Linked DNA regions of Gossypium hirsutum: region 1 is linked to region 2. A link is a contact called in public Hi-C data. All regions are on one chromosome and are shown on one strand. The core of a region is the stretch at or near the end of the contact, and the rest is flanking DNA. Distances in the headings are between cores, read along the strand shown. Region 1 holds the start of LOC107930509. Region 2 holds the start of LOC107926116 (autophagy-related protein 8f).

Region 1 (3,651 bases), core at 728-3,227, 310 kb before region 2:
TCATACCATTTAGGGTTTTCTTGGTAGAAACTATCAACCTGAAGGCCAACAAGACCTACATCTGTCACTATGCCATCATCGTGTCTCATGGGCTTGGTTAGTTTAGTATCTTCACAGACAAGAATGCTCTTCTCGTCGAAATCGGCACATTTCAACCACTTATCTGTCTTACAAGGCTCGCTTATCAGATCCTTTGGACTCCTACAATCTGTCCGCATTTGGTCCCAAGGAACAACATCACCAAGCGTCCTTCCAAAACTGTCTTCATCGTCTTCAATCAATTCTGCATCCTTGCCATCAACGTATATCTGATCATGGTGATCACTCCAGTGAGCTAAATCATTCTCCCCTACCAACAGGTCATCTGAATGAGGCTTGTCAGAAAGCAACTCCATCGACTTTGGACCCTCTTCACCCAAACTTCTAACTTTATTCAAAACATCAAACAGCTCCCTAGATACTGAACCTAACAACTGATGGGGAATCTTGTCAATCCTCCCCTCTAACAACCCAATTTCCGCTCTCAACTCCTGCACCTGCCGCAAAATAGCAAGATGCAACTCTTCATCTTCCTTCCCCATCAATCCAAAACCCTCACTATCCAAATCCTCACTCACTCCATAAACAATATCTTGATCCATGAAAAACCCTCCCTTATGTCCGACAACACGATGCATAATCCTTGCATTCCCATCCAGTGGCCCAGGCTCATGTCCAGAATGCACTGCATACAACTTAAACACTGCCATCCCTTCCTCTTGATAGACAAAAGTCTTATCCTTCTCATTGTAATTGGCAATTGGCACTATTGCCCTAATCCTAAATCCACAACCGCACCTCTTAGAGGCATAAGGTTCCCTCTTCAAGATTCTTGACTTCTTTCCTGTAGGCTCCCCTGCTCGATGACAAGCATAATCTTTCACCTCGGCCATAAAAGGCTTATACCTAATATATTTCTGTCTAATACAGAGCACAACCTTGTACTTCGCAGCCAATTGCTGCAATCTATGAGGCACCTCCTTTGCAGGCACGTCAAAGGACTCGGTGTACTCAAATCGTCTTCGTTTACTACTCCTGGAAGCAGACCCGGAGGATGCATTGCAAACGGGGCAAGCTGCAACACAAACCCTAATGTAACTCTCTGGAATTCCATAGAACTTAGCACCTACAGTCCACACTTGTTTAATCCTCTCAATTGTTTCCTTCAGACCTAAGTGTTTCAAATCAGCGTCGCTGTGGAAACTCATAACGATTTCTTGCCATTGATTAATATGTGAAACGAATTGACTAGAATTGTTCTTGAAGCAAATGAATTCATTACCGGAATCGTGATCCACGTGCGCGGTGAGCTTGTCTTGGATCCGCTTCCAAGCGGTGAGGTAAGCGGTGTCCTCGTTGCGGTCCTTCCACACGGCCCGCCACGATTTGAGGACGGAACGCGGCGTAGCAGCTCGGATCTCAGCGGGAGTGGCCAAGCGATGCTCGCGGATGCAGCGGATCATGAGGGAATGGGAGTCGGCGTTGAAAGTGTAGAACTGAGAGGAAATGTGATGCTCAGGGCTAATGTTGTGGTAGCCGAGGGGCTGAGAAGAGATTTGACGGGAATCGGCGGGGACGTCGTCGTTGTCGGAGGAGGAATGGGCGGGGGAAGAAGGACGGAAGAGTAGGACTTGGGGGGAAGAAATGGAGGGCTGAGATTGAGAAGGAAGGATGATGTGAGGGTGGTGGGGAGGAAGTGGGGAGAGATCAGGGTGGTGGTGGTGAAAGAGATCGGGTTCGGTTTTGCGGGGATTCATGGGGTGGAGATGAGATGATGGGAGCAGTAGGTTCGTGTTTTTCTTCACTCCCTCCCTATCTATCTCACATTTTCGGTACTCAACTGTCTCTCTATCTAATACCCCTTAAAACGGAAAACTTTTTAAATTTTAAATAAAAAATATAATCTTTTTGCCTTTACTCTCTTGGAGACCATGTTTGTCGTCCACTCCACAACCCATTTAATTTAAAGTAAATAAATAAAAAAATAAATTATCAAAATAATCATTTTTATTTATCTTAAATTATATTTTAATAATTTATATTTGAATTTTTTACTAATAAAATAGTATATATTAAAATTAAATCACCAAAAACTAGATTCAAATTCAAATTGCGTATAGAATCTAGCATATGATAATTGGAAAAAAGACTTCTCATGGATACCTCGTATTATATTTCAATCAACTTTACTTGTCAAATTAAATGTTCATAAATATATTTGTTATTATTTATCCTGTATTTTTTCGTTTTATTTTCCTCTATTAAAGTAATGAATTAAACAGGGGAGAACTCCCGTATTCAAAATCAAATGAGGCTCTCTTCAAAATTTAAATCTTTAGCTTTAGGACGCCAACTCTTGATCGACGGGAAACTTATAAATTTTAATCATTTTAAAAATTATATTTTTTTAGTACATCTTTGCTCCCTCTAACAAAATTTATGCCTTTGTCTTTGATTTTAAAATTATATTAAGGTGTTATAAAATTAAATTATATTTGACTTCAAGTAGTATTAAGTATTCTAAACGCATATTTAATTCAATTATATCTATTAAATTTATTTAGTTTTTTTATTAATATTAATTAAATAAAAGGAAACTTTAATTCATCTCAAACTTAATATATATAATTTAATTAAAATTAAGTTATTTAATATGTATTTACAAAAAAATAATTAAAAAAGAAAAAGAGAGGCAAAAAGAAGATATAATTATCATTTATGGCCTTTTTTTTAAGAAATAAACTTAAATACATGTTATATCAGACTATGATATCATTTATAACTTAATTTAATAATTAAAAACAATTTTATAACTACTTAAATTTTTATTAGCCTTTTATAACAAAAATAAATAAAATAAGTAATTAATAAAGGATTAATTCATCTTTTTTATATGTCAAAAAAGACTGATAGGATGGATGAATCAAAAGTGGAAATAATTTTGGAGTTAAATTAGAACACCAAAGACTAGTCATGCAACATACCATCCATGAAAGACTATTTTCGTCTAACAGACGGAAGATAAAATTCAACTGCAATGCATATTTTAAAGTATCCAAATGCAAGGAAATAGTTGCAGTAAAAGCATCAGACACATTGTAAGAGTCATTCCATCAATTTCAAGTACTCACACAGCTATAAGAGGTGGTAACCCATTTTGGAGAATGGAGATTAATCAATCTTTCCTAAGTTCCATGTATTCCCGGCGGATACCAGCTGCATTTATGATAACAAGTTCGAGTTTGTCTCCCTGTCAAACATCCATGAAAAACTTTTTAAAAAGAAGTGCTAGAGGAGAGAAAGTTGTTATTACTGAGTAACTAGAATGTAGAAAATATGAGAATGAAATTTCATGCCCCAGATCATTATGATATCTAGAAAAAGCCAAGACTAGAACAACAAAAAAGGGAGATGTTACTTGAATTCAGGTATGAGTGTTGAAAATGGGTATTGTCTAAGTTTTTTTTTCCTTTTCATGTATCAAAAGGATCTTTGGAGGATCATGTCATGTTTACTCAACTTCGAGTGCAAGTATTGAGTACGGGTATGTATTCCACATGAATATGTTAGTTTTTCTACTTTTTACATATATTTGAAGGGCCCTTTGAGATC
Region 2 (3,894 bases), core at 597-3,096:
ATTCTTTTTCGGATCACATAGACAAACTGACCCACTGTCAAGTCAGCTGGTACTAAGTATCTGTAAATTATATAATCAATGTCACCACCAGTGCCTAATAAATTAATAATATGGTGATGTTGAGCACTAGGCATGAAATTGTTGCTTACTTCTTCTTGTCAATGTTAGGGATGTCGTTTCCTTTAGTCTTCTCCACAATCACCTAAAAAGCATATGAGCAAATATCAATAGAAGAAAGATTGGGGTCAGAAAGCATAAGCTTTTCTTTTGCATCATGCGAGGAGATGGACCAAACATGCATAAACCAATTCAAGCAGCCTCCATTTAACCTTATATGCTTTTAATATAAAGATTAGTAATTCATTCCAGGATTAAGACATTGAGCGCCCTAAACTTTCAACTGCTCAAGTTTCATGCTTTTATTGTTCCTCCTTAAAGGGCCTTTTTCTCCTCCTCAGCAGGGAGGCATAGAGTATCTGAAGGGAATTTAATCTTTATTGACATTTTAAATTATTCAATGCCTCATAATTAGCTGTTCTAATTTAGCCATGCCCTAAATAGCAAAAGTTTTCCTTTTCACCAGCTTAAAACAGGCACAGGTTTTCCCGAAACAAAAAGTTGTTACATGATATCGTTCTATTCATTCAATAATGTCTAGAAAGTAACGACAATCCAACCTATACAAATATTCAACTATTGCTTGAAATCCTCAAGCCAATTCTCACGAACATACATTAAAAACAAAGCAAATGACTGATATTAACGCAACATATATTACTATGCTGCAAGCACAACACAATAAGTATCACATGATGTTAATAGATGCATGCCTTAACAACATGGTCCAATAGCAAACAAAGGGACTGCAATCCTGTCTACACAGTAATGACAGTATTGCCAATTCATCTGTCAAATAATTGCTTAAAATCCTTGAGCCATATCCCAAGAACATACATCAAACAAAGCATATAACTGACATTGACACAATACGTATCATTACCGTTATGCTGCAAGCACAAAATCGTAGGTAGCCAAGGTGCACACACGCCTTAACAACACAGTGGAATATTACACTACAAAGTCAAGGAAATACAAGCCAGACTAGTCCTACCCCTAAAGTTGGTATATGGAAATTGTCATTTGATCTAAAATATGGAACATAAACTGATACCTAACAGAAATTCTCAACAAAATTTAAAAGTTAAAAACATATGGCACTGCATAAACCAAGGAAAAACAAGCGATAGAACAATCAAAATTAATATTTTAACATCAGAAAAAATTTAAAAATAATAAAACAGATATAGTTAATGATTGATTCTTACTGGAATTCTATCTGGGTATTTTACCCTAATTCTTGCAGCCTCAGCGCACCTTTTCTCTAAACATCAAGAAGCCATAAATTAACAAAGCCAACCAAAAATTAGCTAAATCAATAACAAAAACTAATACTAATACACAAATATCAGTAAATACCAAAGTCATGCTCGATCTTGAAGCTACTTTTAGCCATTGTGCTGAGTACCTCTGCACAATAAGCAAATACACAATTTCAACAAATAGACATGAAAAAGAAAAAAGAAATTTTTTCAAAAAACCTAGAACTTAAATTCAAAATCGAGACAACAAAATTTTAAAATCTCAACATACGAACATACGAACCGTTATTCGATTTTGAGGAATCCAAATGCAAAAAATAAAAAATAATAATAATCTTTTTTTCAAATTTTCTTTTCAGCTGAATGAAAAATAAAATCGATAAATCAAGAGACTTAGAAGTAAACAACAAGAACACGAAAACTAAGAGACTGAATTAAAGAGATCCAGACTTGCTAAGCTATTATTGTCTTTAAATATTAAAAATAAATATGAATAAATAAAAGTGAAAAGACGATAATAGGTTTGGGCCTTCTGGCTTCTCCTGCGGTTCGTTTTATGTGATTAGACTCGGGTCGGGCCTTGTGAGTCGGGTCTTCAGCGAGGACTTCAATGATTACGGTTGCAAATGATAAGTTTGAAAAAATTTTAATCGTCCATGTTTATATTTTTTTTTGTTAATTTAGTTTTTATTTTTTTAACAAAATCGAACTCTTGAATTCTCAAAAAATAGTCAAATTCTTTTAATAAAAATGATGACTAAAATATTAAATTATAACATCAGCCACACACATAGCAGTTTATGTACATATCATGCTAACATAACATCATTTGTCAACAAATAATTCAAAAATTATAAAATTAAAAATATAAAAAATTCAAAAAAAACAATATGGAGTACACCTGAATGATCATGTAAGTTGCCGTGTTTAAAATTTTAACATTTTAGTTAGTATTATAAAAAAAGTCATTTTGATTTCTTTTTAAAAGTTTAATTGTTAAATTTAACTTTTTTTAAAAAGGTTAGAATCAAATTTAACTAAAAAAAAGCTAAATTAATAAAATATGAATTAATAACATTTTTTTTTCTTAAATTGAAAAAGCTAACATTTAAATAAGTATTAATTTTGAACGGTAATTATTTTTTAAAAATTGAAATATTTAAATATTTGTATTTAATTTATTACAATCTATCCTTAACTTATAACATCAAATTCAACCAAAGATGATTGCTTGACTTTAGGAATTTGATATATATTTTTGAAAACGATATTTATATTAAAAAAAAGTTATATATATAAACTAGTTCAATGGCGCATCAACTTATGGGTGAAAAAAAATTATATAAATAATAATTATATAAATAATAAATTTATAATAAATTTACTTTAAGATATTAATTGAATGGTTAAATTAAAAGTTTAAATATGTTTAAATTATATTATAGTATTATTTTATTAAAAAGCATAAAAAGATAAAAAAAATATCATTATATTAATATTTGTTACTTCATAATTAAGCATAATGATTATTTAATCCTCCAATTTTATAAAAAAAATTATTTTAGTCATTCATTTAATTTTTTGTCTATTTTAAACTTTGAACGCACGGCTTTTTAGCTGCAAGACTTCTTGCACAATTTATGCTTGTGATTTTTTTTATCAAATCACCTTAAAATGAATGAAAATGTTGACAAATATTAACTTTGCTAACGTAGACATAAACATAGATAGCTACATGAATCCCACATAAGTAATTAATTAATTTTTAATAATTTTAATTTTTTTAAAAAACTATATAATACAGATTTTTTTTATTTTTTAAAAAAATTTAAATAATTTTAATAAATTTCTATTTTTTAGAATTTTTTAAGATTTTTTAAAAATTTAATTAATTGTTAATGTGATATTCACGTGACAATCTACATATATGTTCACATTAGTAAAGTTTAATATAGCTAAAATAAAACCCCATGTGATGGTCTGATGGTCAAGGGTGTTCACTGCCTTAAGTATGGCCTGAATTTAAGTCACACTAGTCGTGTTTGTTATTTAGACTTGCCCTGTTAATGTAATTCATCAAAAAAACTAAAATAATTTTTTTTATAAATTTAAATGACTAAATAAATCATTATCCCTGAATATATTTTAATAATTTTCGATACAATAGTTTAATATATCTATAGATATATGGAAATAAAGATAGGGTTTGGTTGGGTATATTATTGCTTGCAAGAGTTAAAAGAGCTGAGTGTTTCGTATGGAAATGTAGAAGGTACCAATAATAATAGATCAAGATTTAATGAATTTTCAAAAAAAAAAAATTAAGTAGTCATTCACGTTACAACATCAAATGATTATTATTACGGATAAACTATTAAAATAATTTTATTTATTTATTTTAGGTTATATTTTAATAATTTATGTTTGAAATATTATATTTTAATCACTTATATTATAGAATTGTAATATTTTAGTTACTGAGCCGTTAACAGTGTAACGATAAACTGTCGTGACA

Evidence for each region. Hi-C and Micro-C count contacts between places; a contact is called where the count stands out from the background.
Region 1: a Hi-C map of leaf shows a contact between it and region 2, with 2.0 times the contacts expected there. The contact joins the promoter of LOC107930509 here to the promoter of LOC107926116 in region 2. A contact is called at or near these places in 7 of 34 Hi-C or Micro-C datasets (callus, hypocotyl and leaf).

Annotation. Positions count from the first base shown.
Region 1 is chrA08:4,073,321-4,076,971 of Gossypium_hirsutum_v2.1, reverse strand. It overlaps LOC107930509, which reads right to left and starts at 1,977. Exons shown (of 1, transcript XM_016862178.2): 1 at 1-1,977. The coding sequence starts at 1,796. LOC107930449 (proteasome subunit beta type-1) reads right to left here. Exons shown (of 7, transcript XM_016862121.2): 7 at 3,062-3,289. The coding sequence ends at 3,215.
Region 2 is chrA08:3,762,373-3,766,266 of Gossypium_hirsutum_v2.1, reverse strand. It overlaps LOC107926116 (autophagy-related protein 8f), which reads right to left and starts at 1,846. Exons shown (of 6, transcript XM_016856919.2): 1 at 1,663-1,846; 2 at 1,477-1,527; 3 at 1,326-1,381; 4 at 150-202; 5 at 1-60. The coding sequence starts at 1,513.